2 separate regions of the Zea mays genome follow, and region 1 is linked to region 2. A link is a contact called in public Hi-C data. All regions are on one chromosome and are shown on one strand. The core of a region is the stretch at or near the end of the contact, and the rest is flanking DNA. Distances in the headings are between cores, read along the strand shown.

Region 1 (7,164 bases), core at 497-2,996, 550 kb before region 2:
ACATAACGGAAGTCTTACAAAAATAAATGATAATAATAAAGTGAACTAATTATTATTTCCCTGGTGCCACAAAGCTGACTAGGAGACGCCACCTAGATCAACTCGTATGCTTCATTGTAGGGCAAGAGTGAGCTCACAAAAGATCATAGCTCAACAAGTCATAGGGAATAATGTGCATGAACTCACCAAAAGTGGGAGTTCATGTGAAGTGTAAGGCTGATCAACAAATAAGGGTTAAAGCTGAGCATTGCTTTTAATATGTTGGTCAAATTTTATTAGCATTTACTAAATGTAAGTAAATACCAAACCATAGTAATAGTAAATCAAAATAATAATAAATCCCAATGTGATGCAAATGACAAAATTGAATTTAATTCCATAAATTAATCATGTGAGTCTAAGAGCCGCTCATGACTGTGAGCACGACCGATATACCAGTTTTACACTCTGCAGAGGTTGCACATCTTTACCCACAAGTCATGTTACCCACCGGCCAAGGGATCGCGACTTCCCATACACCTCTACCAAGGAAGCGAGGCAGGGTAACACTACGAGGCCTTAACAAACTTCCACTAGCTTCAGAAAACCCGCTACAGTTTCTAGGAAGCTCCAATGCAGGTACCCCTCGCCTGACCGCCATCGCAGCAAAATCAACCCAAGGGCCTCCCTACACAGACCACTCCCCTACTGCCCTTGCCCCTTTCGGGTAAGGTAGTCATCGACTAGCTTTCCTAATTAGTCAGCCAAGGGCATCCCATACCACCCTTGTGGTAGCACTATTTGCCCGGGTGGTTCTCCATGTTCCAATTAACATAATGATATTATCATGAACAGTAAATAATAGACTGATAATAAAAGTGTGACCATGAATACTGTGTATCTCCATACCCAAAACCATATAAAGCAATAATAGGTACTACCCAAAAATTCAGTGCTAAACAAGGTATAAAGATAGTCAAACTAGGGTAACCTATTGGGTCCCATCAAAATTAACCTATGCAGATCATTATGAATAACAAGAACATGATTGGGTAAAAAAAGTGATCAAGGGCACAACTTGCCTTCAACGAGCTCCTGCTCAGTAGTCTCCACCTGCTGAACCCCTGGTCCTCAATGGCTGGCTCGTCTACTCGCAACAATACAAACAAACATGGTATAACATGAAATAACATTGTACCAAATAGTAGAACATAATGCATGATAACATTCTACGCGTCGTAACGAGATCGTAGGAACAAGAATCACTAAATTCGGAGTTACTGTTATCGAGTTATGAATTTCTAAAGTTATTTAATACCTAGAATAGAGTAATTCAAGTGAATAATTTTAGTCCAAGTTTCATGGCTAAACAGAGATACTAGGTGATGGACAACATTAAAACAAAATTAATGCCACTGGAATGGATCAATTTGGAGTTAAAATGAATTTATTATGAATTAAACAAGTTTCTAGAATTACTTTTGTATTAAGAATCAATTTCTATATTGTTTTTCTCATTTTCCCTGGTTACTGGACTGCGCGCCAATTACTGGAAAGGCCAGGGGCTAAACCATAAAAATTCCTTAGACTCTGACTTCTACCAGGACGGACCGCGGGAGGGTTTCTTTATAAAACTGCGCGGTCGAAGTGGTACGTAGAGATTCTGGCCGTTGGATCACATGCGAACGAGCTAGATTAGACCGACGTGGTTGTGAGTCGGTATGCAATCGAGGTCATTGGATCCCGATCCTACGATCTAAAGTGGATCTTGAGCGACTTGAGCCTACAACCACCCGATCAGATATATACGGTCGCGCATCAATCTGACTGAGTGGCTACGGTCGTCCGATCACCACCGTACAGGGCTGGATCAATGGCACGCATTCATCTTCCACATCAGGCATTAGCGCGCGCGTTGCCCAACGGCGGCGGCCAGGACGCGCCAGAGCTACGCGCGACCAGGGAGTACGTCGGGGCACAGAGGGGAAAGCTTACCGTGATTAAAGCGAGCGGGTTGTCAACGTCGCGGATGGGTTGAAGGCCACGATGGCGCGCGGTACCACGCCGAGGCGTACCTCCAGAAGCTCGGCGAGCACCGGTTCGCGCGATCACCACTGGTGGAAGGGATGGTCGCGTAGTATTCGGCTTGACTCGAGGTGGGTACCGGCCAGGGATGGAGTGGTTCACGTTGGCGGCGCGTCACGACTTGATGATTATGTAGGAGCAGGGGGAAATAGGGAAAGGATAGTCGCGAGGGAAGACTTTTATGTCGCTGGGGAGGCACGTCCATAGCGAGACCCACGGGCGGTTGATGAATCCGCCGGCTTGATTCTCCAAGCGTTTCGGTGAGGCCGTTGTGGGGAGGAGGTAGAGCTGGGCCGGGTGGGTCCCACGCGGCATTGGCACAAGCAGAGATGGGTTTTCACTGGGCTGCTGGACGGTGGGGCCACCAAGTCAGTGCGCGTGTGGCGCGATAGAAAGTGTGGGCTGGCTACTGTAGAAACGCAAATGGGCCGAGGCTGATGGATTAGGCCCAAGCGCAGGTTGGTTTCTTCCCCTTTTCCTTTACATTTTATGTTTTCCTTTTCTTTTTCTTTTTAGATTTCAAATTTCAAATTCAACTTTGTGGATCATTTATCTTCAAAATAAGTGTACATACTTTTATGGGAAGGATTTATAATAAATTTATTTCTATTGGGTAGCATTTTCTCTTTCCTTTTTTAGGTTATCTTCAAATTTTCTAAATTGAAATTTTGGGTTAAATCCTAATTTGGACATTAGCACATCTTTATTAATCTTGCCAGTATTAAATGCACAAACATGAGAACTCCACATGATACATGGTTTTATGGGTGTGCCTTATTTTAATTCTTTAAAAGTGATTATTTCCATGAAGTGATCAGTGGATGGAAACACATATAACGAGATCAACTCTTTTATAAGTTCTATAATATGGGTATTAAAAATCCACCCCTTACAAAGAATCTCGTCCTCGAGATTAGATAAAACTAGGAAAGAGGTGGGGAAAATCTACTCGTAGCTCTTCTTCTCTTTCCCATGTAGCTTCATCCTCACTGTGATGACTCCATTGCAATTTACACAATTTAATCACTTTACTTCTTGTAACACGAGTCAAAGTATCAAGGATTTTGATATGATACCCATTATAAGTCAGATTATCTTGAACACTAAGGTCCTCCATAGGTAGCTGCTCCTCAGGTACCCTAAGACACTTCTTTAATTATAAAGTAAGATGGTTAGGTAACTCCAGTTGATAGACAACTTCTCTCACTCACTTTAGGATCAAGAATGGCCCAATAAAGCGAGGGAACAGCTTCCCTTTCACTTTAAATCTTCTCATACTCCGGATCGGTGACACCTTCAGATACCCTAAACCCTAAAAAGCTGAACAGAAGAGAAAAAAACAATCTACTTGGTTTCAGTAAGATAGCTCTCTATTCCTTGATGTCGGAAGATCTTAGGCTTACTCCATTCCTGACGTCGTCATGATAACGGTGAATGGGGAATATGGTGTCTTCAAAACCACACTCCGCAGCAGAACATACACGATTTAGGGTGAATAATCATTTTTTTTTTTTGCAACAACCACATGACTACTGCTGAGTAAATCTACACTACAACACCCTACTGTCTTTATCAAACCCTCGTCCTCGATCCTCACTTAAAGAAACAGTGAATTTCTCTCTAGCGTTTGATGTAGATTTAATTTTCTATATAGACATGATGCTTTTTGACACGTATGGTCTATTGTCAGTTCATTAGCAGTTGCTTTATGAATTAATGTAATTATAATATATTAAGTTCAGATAGTCGCGGCATCAAATAATCATGTGTGTTCATACAGCCATGCTCAGTATACTTCTCTCTTCAGTTTTCTCTAGTACCTTGATGTTAAAACGAGACATTTATCTTGCAAGTCAGTCAACTCAGGCCTTATTTGGTTACAAGGAAATAAATCCTAACATGGATTTAATCCGGATCTAAATTGGATGAATCTATATATCACACACAATTCAATAGTGAGATTAAATACATCATTTAATCCATGTACCTATCAAAGTTAGCTATTCTTTTGATCCATAAATTTTAATATAAACTTGTGCAATATCTTAATGGATTTGTTCCATACCTAATGAGATATGGATAGAATTCATACCTTCCGTAGTTTAAAAAATTCCCAAACTCTTGGGTTATAATCTATGATGGGTTTAACCGAATAAAAAAAATTGAGTATGCTTAGATTATTTTGGGACATGGATTGTGGTATAGATTTAATTCTAATTCATACTAATCTAGAGCTGGATTGGTGTAAACGAAAAGGCGCTCGTGAGGGAGAAATACTAGCCATGTTTATATGGGCATTCATTCCACCCTGTACGCTTTTCATTAACTTGGAGGTGCATATGACATGAGTGCTAGCAATCTATCCGTGAGCAGGGCCATGAAATTTCCATAGAAGATCGGGGAAGCCTGGCCTTTTCATGCCCGAAAAATTTGCATGAACCCCGGATTTGTTTTTTGTTTCTAGAACCATGAATACCAGTACACTAGTATGGGGAAAAATTTGCCTGCGGAAGTGCAACATCTCTTGTTTCGTTACGTAAGAAATTGTCACATTTATAATTCGTGTAACCACCTAAACTTACGATTACCACCCCGTAACTATTTTGTATCTTGCGCATGCCTTGCGTGGAAGGTTGGAGAAATGTCATCAAAGCGATCTGATTGGCCAAATGCACGTCTCGGAGCAGTGCTTGTTCTGGACTCTCATCGTCTAATTAGCTGACAGCGCCCACTAGGCCACTACTAGAAAGTGAAATCATGTTCATCCTTTGCCGCATCCACGAGGAAGTGGGTTTTAAAACCGGCCGCTTTGTTTTGACACTCTGAAAACGACATGCCATGCTCTTCTCTTCGCTGACCCGTCGAATCGCATTCTTCCTGGCTGCCGTGCCGGTAGTCCTAACCTCAGGCATATTCGCAGCGTGTTCCCGTGAGGGAGAATCAAAGGCGCTGTAGAATTTTTTTCCACCCCGATTTCGCCGTGCCTTTTAATTTCGAAAGTGATTTGTGTTGATATATGGTCATGCCGTCGTATTTGGTGTGACAGAAACTGCCAGCCAGCAGCCTTCTTTATTGGCCTGTCTAGGCTTAAACCACAGCTCCATCAATGGGCAGCATGACTCATCCTCAGGCGTCAGTAGGAGTGGTAATGGATCGTGATCCAAATAGTTCTTTACAAAATGTCAAGGCCCTAAATAAATTATAGTTCAAAAATGACTAGAAATAAAGCCTGATCCTAACCCGTTTCGATCCTTAAATCTTATAGTGCAAAAATTATAGCCCATTGTGAGCCCTAGGCGTCAGCAACTTGCAGGGTGTATCTAATTGCACTAGCATGACACAGGGAAATACAAACTATAATTTGTCAAATCACATGCAATAGTTTTTCTTCAACAATTAATTACCCAAACAGTATCACTAACATCACTACATTAGTGCCTGGCAGATACAAGTCACTAAGCTAGCTAGTTTGGGAACCCTATTTTCCCACGGGCTTCTTATTTTTCCAAGAGAAAATGAACTAATTTCTCTTGGAAAAATAAAAACCCGGTAGAAAAATAGGGTTCCCAAACTAGCCCTAAAATTTTTTTCCATCCACAAGAAAGAAACAAAGAGATTAGGTCAGATGTTGGGCTTCATCCCCACTGGCAGCTTGATGTACCTATGGCCCGCCATGATCTCCTCAACTTCCTCCACGCACTCCCTGCACTCCAAGTAGTAGGCGGTGACTGCGACCATCGAGAACACCTCCACGGCACCCAGCAGCAGCACGTATACGACGCCGGCGGCCACCCCGCTGATGGCGCTGCGAGGCCAGCAGCTGAGCATGAGCGTGTACACCGGCGACACCGCCGCGCCGAGCGCGCACGTGGCGACCACGTAGACCGCGGCCTGCGCGCCCTGGCCCCGCATGAGCCGCCACGCGCGGCCCACCGCGCCAGCGCCGCGCCGCCCGGGCTCCGCCGCGAACACGGCGACAGCGATGGAGCAGACGACGGTGAGGTAGACGAGGAAGAGCGACGCGAGGAGCGCGAGCAGCGCGTCGAGGAAGAGGAGCAGGAGGGAGTAGTCCAGGAGGACGACCGCGAGCACGGCCAGGGCCACGATGGCGGCGCGCAGGCCAGCTCCAGGATGTACCCGAACGCGACGGTCAGTATGGGGCCCCAGAAGTTGGCCCTGGCCGCGCCGAGCGCTGCGGCCACGGTGGCGCGCCGGTCGGCGGCGGAGAATGTGGCGACGGCGGCGAAGACGGTGGCGATCTTGATGGCGGACCCGGCCACGACGGCGCCGAGGAGGCAGCCGTCGCCCGCGAGCAGCAGGCGCCGGAGGTCGGACTGGAAGGCCCTGACGAGTTCTCGGTACGCGGCGCTGGCCGGGTCGATGCGGCTTATGGCGTCCGCGTCCAGCAGCACGGCGGCGGCCAGCGGCTGCACGGAGAGGGCGTTGCCGAGAAGCAGCGCCGCGGCGAGCGCGGCCGTGAGGACCAGGAGGGGGACGAAGAGCGCGCTGTTCTGGGCCGGGAGGACGGCGCCGTGCTTCACGAACGTGAAGAAGCCCGGCGGTGCCTGCTGGCGCGCGGCGGCGGAGGCGGCCGACAGCTCCATGGCCATGCCTTGTCCTGGTTGGCCTGAAGACAAAGGGGATCAGAGCGATGAGAAAGGTCGGCTGGCGGATAGTCCTTACTCCTTAGCGCGTGGTGGAATGGACCAGGACAATGGATGGGCTGCTGAGGCTTTTGTAAAAGGGAGGCTGAGAGGGTCAGGGAGATTGGTCATTTTGACTGGGAGGGTGCGGAGCGGAGATTGGACAAAGGGAGCCGGGGGAATAAGCGCATGTTGGAGACAACATGGAATGGAAGGAAGGTTCTTTAACTAGGACAGTAGCACGGATGTGCTCTTATCCGGCGAGTGGGGCACATGCTGGTCTTCTCTGTCTCCATAATGCACTGCGAGTCTGCTTCAATTCTACCTTTCCCTCTTATACATTTGCAAGTAGGACTCCACAAAATACCATATGGTGTGCCCGTTTGTTTCAGTTTCTTGGCGATTTTGTACTTCAGATTTTAGACCATTCAAAAGTGAAAAAACTCCTTGAAACCAA
Region 2 (7,051 bases), core at 3,197-5,696:
CTTCTTATTGAGGATGGTCACTTGAGCTAGCATATATTTCAAACTTACAAATAATTTATAACATCTCAAAGTTATTCCTTTGAACCACTTTTGTAATCACTACGATAAATACAATGTAAACTTGTTGTAACTTGTAAAATTTGGTAATAAGATTTTCCGCTGCAAAATGTTGGTGTGTGATTTGTGTTTACTTAATCTTGCGATCCTGGTTGTAAGTGGTTTATCCGAGGTCCTTGGGGCACTCGGACGGATCCTGTTAAGTTATTTGGTGCACATGCATAGCCGTCTGAGGTCTTTGAGACAAGGACAGGTGCATGTGGGCCCAATAACTTGGGAGGTTCTGCCACAGCTGGTATCGGAGCAGGATTAAGTATATACGGTCACATACGTATTTTCAAAACAAAAGTTTTGGTTTCGAAAAACCTATTTTCAACTAAACACATTGTTTGGCTTTGAAAAACAGTTTTAAAAAACTATAATGCTAGCGACATCCTATGTTAAGCCCTAAATTAAGGACTATTAGGTGGCTTAGTTTAAAACCACTAACCCACAACCAGGGGTATTGCATACATGTGTATTGTTATTTTTAAGGCCATTCAGTTTTGAATGGATCGACGCTCAAGGTAAGGTGAGATGTGAGAGCATGACCGAACAAACGTCGGTCTAGGGAAGAGTATAAAAAGCGCTTGATTATATACATGTTCCACATATGTATATATGAAGGCTGCGATGTGGAGTAATTACTTTTCTGGGAATTCAGTACCCCATGGATGTGTATGGGTATACAGACATGGGAATACTGAGAAGTGTAATGTACTTGTAACGACGCACCTACGCTCAGGTAAGAAGGTAAGTTACCATAATGAGTTGCCCTATGGTTAAAGTGTGGCAACGGCGCCTATGCGTGGCTCGGTGCTTAATGATGAGCTGCCCTCCATATAGCAATATATGGAGTATACACTGTGATAAAATTGTCATATGTGAATTGCATCATTGGAAAATTGGGTTGTGATGGATTTTTCTGCAGGTACACTAACCTCGAAAACGTATGTGTAGCTGACGACTAGCAAAATACTGTGAGAGTCGTAAGTATGCCACCGATATAGAACATTATTGCCACAGTAAGTTGACAAACTCGTGAGGACGTATAAGACGAGCATGCATCCTGATTGTTGCATCATGTTTGTCACCTATACATCCAAAATGCTTCTCTCATCCTTATTCCAGAAACCAATGATTGTAGATAATCTGGTGTAATGTTGAATTATGAACTTCGGTAAAATAGTTGTTCTCCGTTCCTTAGGTATTATGTTTAGATGCTACATGTGCTCTTGTGCTTAATGTGTCGATAGAAGGTTAGTGACTTGTTTGCCTAAACCCAAATCTAGGCCATGTTCAGAGTTGGTGAACCATGACCAAAGTTGATTTTTCCGTTACCCCTCCTTGACCCAAACTTATACAAATAAAGGCTTAGATAATTTTTTTGTTGGATATAAAGTGTACCCAAGCTTAAAACAAGAATCTCAAGTCATGTCTCCTTCTAGAACCATTTTCTTGATCAGTTGATGCAGGTTGAGGTCTCTATTGTATTTGGCCTCTCCTTGCGGATTATCTTGTCACTTTATCAACCCAACCTAGAAAATACATGTCCGATCATTTTCTTAAGTTTGAGGCCTTTGGTTTTCCCATACCTATCGAGGGCATACCAACTTAATCCTTGACTTGTAATTGTTCTAATGGGCATAGAAATATGCTTGGGCTAAATTATCAGTCTCTCATCGTACTCCCTCACCAACCAATTTAGGTTATGGCCATGCCTTGTTCATTTCATCGGGCCATGATTTGTTTGGCTCTCTACTTGTAACCGTGTTGACAGGTAGAGTCTCTTTGTATAGTCACCCTTGCTTAATCCATTGGTGTTGCGTGAGATTTCTTATTGGTTATGTCTGGTAATGGTGTTATGACTAAAATCGGTGACACCGCGCTGAAACCGAGGGCCTCCTGTGGGTGCACACACATGGTTGCGCTACTTGGCACGCGCTAGTATCACAGTTAGTAGTCATAATCCATTATAAGACTATATTGATATGTTATCTCTACACAAATTATTCTTACCACGTGAGATTCATTATTGGTGCCAGTTCGATAATGGCGTCTCGATTAATGACTTATGGTACCACGGCGAAACTGAGAGCCTCCTGTGAATGTGCACACAGGATTCTGCTGCTTGGCGCATGCTGGTATCGAGGTCTCTAGTCATGATCCATTGTGGAACTACACCGATGTGTGATCTTCCGTGGACTCCTCCCTTGAAACAATTTCCATGTTGTTTGTCAAGTGACCAAGCAACATCTGTCATCTCCATTGGATCAAAAGGGCATACGACTTTCCTGTGTGGTTTTATTTCTTTTGATCTTGGTAGTGACTACTCATACAAGTTCCCTTTACATCCTTTGGGTAAACATGAAGCCTTGGAGCTTTTTAGTGTCAAGAGACAACTGATTAGCTCTCAAGATAGAGATATGCTTCCCCTGCCACTGAAATGCAGGAGTTTGTTCATTCGCTCTTTTATTCAATCCATGTATTCCCTAACCAAGTTGGTTCATCTCGTATAGAAGAAACGGATGAACAACCAGACCAAATGGATTCCTGCCCAAATGCATGATCAACTGTTAATAAGAGTAAACTCTCAACCCTTGGCTTACCGATGGTACTGAGAGGACCTGCTCAATGTCAAATGTAGTTCAACAAGTTGGTTTTACTAACTTGTAGCTGCCTAATGAACAAAGGTTGAGTTTAGAGATCGTTTTATCGAGTTGTCTACACTCACTTTTGTACAACCCCTCGTAAGCAAGTGTTTATAAGAATCGAGAGTAAGTCGGCAAGTAACCCCTAATCATCATTCTAGTCACGCCTCGATTGCCTCACGTGTGCTTTTCCAGCATGTGTGATCAAGTCGAGCCGTGCTAAGTATTTGATGAAATGGGTTGGTCGCGAAGTCAACATCAATGGATCTCTTCATTGATATTTTCTTGAATCTCTATCATCTTTCGTGGACTTGAATTCTCTGGTTAGCCTTATGTTAACCGCGACAGTATTCGACATCCACACCCATCTCATGTGCTATGAACTTATCGTGACCACTTGTTGGTAAACCTCATTCTGTGTGCTTTACCCGAGAGGTTGCTACTGATTCTATTTGGGTAAAATCGCGTATTTACCGCTCGCCCAATAGACTCAGATAGTACAATGTCATTAGAAAAAAAAGCAAACTGCACACTTGGAACTTATGTGTTCCTCTGGCAGACATCGTCTCTCTTGGTGGACATTTCTAAATTAGCTTAAGGTGATACATGTTATGTCCACTAGAGAAACAACATTCTGAGACACTTGCCTTTATTTGGAACTGTCTTATGATTATCGCTGATATGGACATGGGTTACGTGCTTCTCTACCCTTAGAAGTCTTTCGTTCCGAATCTCGGGACGAGATTCTTTTAAGGGGGGAGGGCTGTAACACCCCTAGTGTTAATCGTCTGATCGTCCACGAATGCGGACTTTAACACGTGATAGTGGCGGATAAAACAGATGCTAAATTTTAATCATCTTCGCCTATCGCGATTTTAATATCGCATCTGTTTCTGTCTATTTAGACTCTTCCTAAGTCTTCGCGAAATTCGAAACGTAATTGTTCCAAAAATTTGCGAGTCCTGTGCCCAATTAAAATCTATCGAGTAAGCGAATACGAATTCGGATAGGAGGCGAAATTCGTTTAGATTCGACTAAATCAAACGTCGACTAAAATATCGAATCTGATCTTGTCAGGTTTAATCGGTCTATATCTCGCTCCTGTGACAAAGCTGACGTCTTCTCGGGGAAATTTCGATTGCGATGCCACATTCGGCTCGCACCGTTTAAAATTTAGTTATTTCTGAAGTGTCGAGCCTAGTGCCCATTTAAAAGTAATCAATTAAGACGAACTAAAATTGTCACTTAAGTATTTCGCTCGGTTCGAGAAATCTCGATAAATTCGGTAAATGCGCTACTTGAGGCAGGCTGTTCAAATAAACCGAAACCGGAATAATTGCTGGACAATTCGGTTTCCTATTTCAAAATTCGAGAAAATAATATGCATATTCGTATAGCGCGTCGATCCTTTGGTCATCGCTAAAAATCCCCAATTCTAAAATATCTGCGATACTCTGTTAAATAAAGGAATGGAAAAATCTAAAAAAAAAATCTCTAGCTGCCGCCTCTTTCCATCTGCCGGGGGTTTAGTTTTTCCTTTGTAGTACTATCGTCCTGCATAGTAGCTAGGGGATTTTACCATTTCTCTTCCGGAAACTGACCAAGAACAGTCACTGCCAATATCGAGTTCAGACTCCAGGCTCCATCGATGCTATACATAGTTAAAAGAGAAAATAAATAAAAAAAATAGAAAATATCTTCCTCCCACCGCTCGACATCACTCTATCTCTCTTATCCAGTTATCCAGTTATCCTCTCCAGCCATCGACTTCATCCGTCGCTGGATTTTTTTTGCCGCGCCGCTCATCTGCTGTTCTTATCCCCTACGCCGCTCAGTTCTGAAGAAAAATCCCGCCGCTCAAGCACTTGGATACTACAGCCGTCACACTGGATTTTTCTTCCCCGCGGTGCTTCTTCTGCTTCTCCCCCAGTGCGTCTCCTCTATCTCTCCTTCAGCGCGCTCCCCGGCCGAGCGCTCCTTGTGCCGCGTCCGGCTCCCTGGCTCGCCGGCGCCCCATCTCCTCTCAAGCTCGCGAACGCCAATGGCTCGGGTCCTTCTCTCCCTTGCTTCTCTCTTTCCTCCCCCAAGCGCCCTCGCTTCCTCCCTTTGTCCGCTCGCCAGGCGCCCAATCCATGGCGTACCCAGTCGCGCCCCTGTCCATCTGCTCGCCCGCGAGCTTCCCTGCTTCCGTGATTATCGAAGCTCCAGGTGCGCACAGGTCCGTGACGATGTCGTGGAGAGCCGCAGTGTTGTTGCTCGCGTGCCTCGTCGCCGTGACAGCGGCGCTGGTGGACGGCGCGCTGCTCCCCGAACTCGCCTCTGCGCCTGGCTCCTGCTCGTCGAATCTCCAGCCGCGCCATCGCAGCTCCAGCTCGATCCTTTTCTGCGCGCGCACGCTCCTGCCGAGCTCCGTGCACGCGCGCCCCATCCCTCCTGCGCTCGGACCGCGCCCTCGCTGCCGGTGCTCGCCGACCGCGGCTGTCCTACTCCCTGCTGCGCTCGCCCTGGTCGCCGCTGTCGAGTTTGCCGGTGTCTGCGCGCCATCGCCCAGCTCGCCCAAGTTACCCTTGGCTGCGCACAGTGTTCTTGTCGATGATGTGCCGTTGCCAATGCTGTAGAGCTCGTCTTGCTCCTTGCGGCGCCGTTCGTCGGTCGCGGATGCTTAAGTTTCTGGTCGCGCGTCTGTTTATCTCGCGCGCGTGAGTTTGAAGCTCTGCACGTTCATCGTCCTTTGGTCCCAGTCCGACCCATTCGTGCGCGCGCGTGCTCACGTTTGTTGTCGAGTCGTCGAATCCGTTATCCCCTGCTCAACCCCACCTCGTCAGCTCGCTCTAGACATAATCCCGTCATCGTTCCGTGCATCGTCATGAAATCCCAAGCGTGGGGTGAAGACGAAGCTAGCAGCATGGTATTCACCAAGTGCTCGAACAAGTCATCGAGTATCATCCTCGTCTACGCCAAGCCCCCAAGCCGTGAAGACACTCTGGTGTTGGTCACGCGTCACCAGCTCGACAAAATAAATCCCATGGGTGTCTGATCGAGAAGTAAAGTTGTGTACATCACTCGCCAGACATGTGTGATCAAAGACGTCAACCGGAAATCATCGTCGTGCTTGCGACTATCGCGTCGAATTAGTTAGGGTAAGTTGATTCGTATTCCCGTTAACTAGGTCTATAAATAGATTAAATATAATTGTTGGTCCCAGTAAATATTATTAATTTAGCATGCGTATATTGTGATGATCAATTTAGATAGCTCGCTAAATCAAGTAATTAAGTTACACAGTTTAGAGAGATAATAAAAAGCTAGGAATAAAAATAGATTTTCTAGTGTTATTAGGTCAATTTGGTTAATGAATGTAGTCGATGCTCTGCTATGATATCCATGGTGCTTAATGCTTGATTTTAAGTGTTTCATCCTTTTTAGTATAGAGTATCTATCTTATACTCGTTCTACTTGTGCTCATACATGTGCATCGTGCATCTCATGAGGTACGATAAATAATCACGTGATGCGGAAGACGAGCCAAGTCGACCCCAAGCACGGGCTGAATCCGCAGGATGAAGTTGATGGACCAACCTGAAGATGGTTAAATTAAGCAAGTGCTCGGTCGAGAGATACTCGTCAAGCGGACATCGTCTAACAAACACTAACGTAGTGTTATTCCAGGCAAGCCCCGGTGCATTCGCCCCTTCCTTGTGTTTTAAATGCTTTTCACCTTATTTGATGCATTAGGTGATAGGAGTTGTGTGATAAACAATTGATGCATTACCATTCCTTGGAAACTCCTTAATCCCGGTTTTATAAAAAGAACTGATAATGCTTAGCCCTGCTTAGAAACTGAAAAATCATTTGTTTTCAAAAAGAATGATCGTGGAACATTGGTTATGGGCCTTTCGTTTCAAAAATCAAAGCAGACTTATGGTGATGATTCCACTTCGGCCAGAGTGGGTTCATCATTTGGAAAAGAGTACCCCTGTCGGGTACCAAAAATGGGAAAATGGTTTGAATACATCTAGACCAGACGCTGAGTGGACAAGGTCGCCCGTCTGTGTCGATTAAGGACCATTCGATGTAGGCCTGTTGTGGTGGAGACCTTTCAACTATCCACATGCTTCGGTAAGCCTGAACCAGGCTATTCCATACGTGAAAAGACAACCGTGCACTGGGTGTGGGAGATGGTGGGAGTAGCGTGTACCCTCCTGGCTAGAGGGTGGATGGAGGAGTACTGTGCTCCCGGGTAGCACGGACCGGTTCATGTTGTGGAGGATCTGTGGGAACGGTTGACATATGCAAGGTTTAAG

The links. Hi-C and Micro-C count contacts between places; a contact is called where the count stands out from the background.
Region 1: a contact with region 2 is called in a Hi-C map of bundle sheath, with 3 times the contacts expected there. The contact joins two enhancer-like sites. A contact is called at or near these places in 2 of 25 Hi-C or Micro-C datasets (bundle sheath and ear).

What each region holds. Positions count from the first base shown.
Region 1 is chr10:49,993,038-50,000,201 of Zm-B73-REFERENCE-NAM-5.0, reverse strand. No RefSeq gene overlaps it. Among protein-coding and RNA genes, the nearest start is that of LOC100217236, 120 kb to the right of the region's middle. Within about 2 kb of position 1,746, at least 17 of the 20 cell types and tissues checked have an H3K27ac peak or open chromatin away from gene starts, as enhancers often do. A contact at or near this core is called in bundle sheath, where this site is marked.
Region 2 is chr10:49,441,511-49,448,561 of Zm-B73-REFERENCE-NAM-5.0, reverse strand. No RefSeq gene overlaps it. Among protein-coding and RNA genes, the nearest start is that of LOC103641072, 190 kb to the right of the region's middle. Within about 2 kb of position 4,446, at least 4 of the 20 cell types and tissues checked have an H3K27ac peak or open chromatin away from gene starts, as enhancers often do. A contact at or near this core is called in bundle sheath, where this site is marked.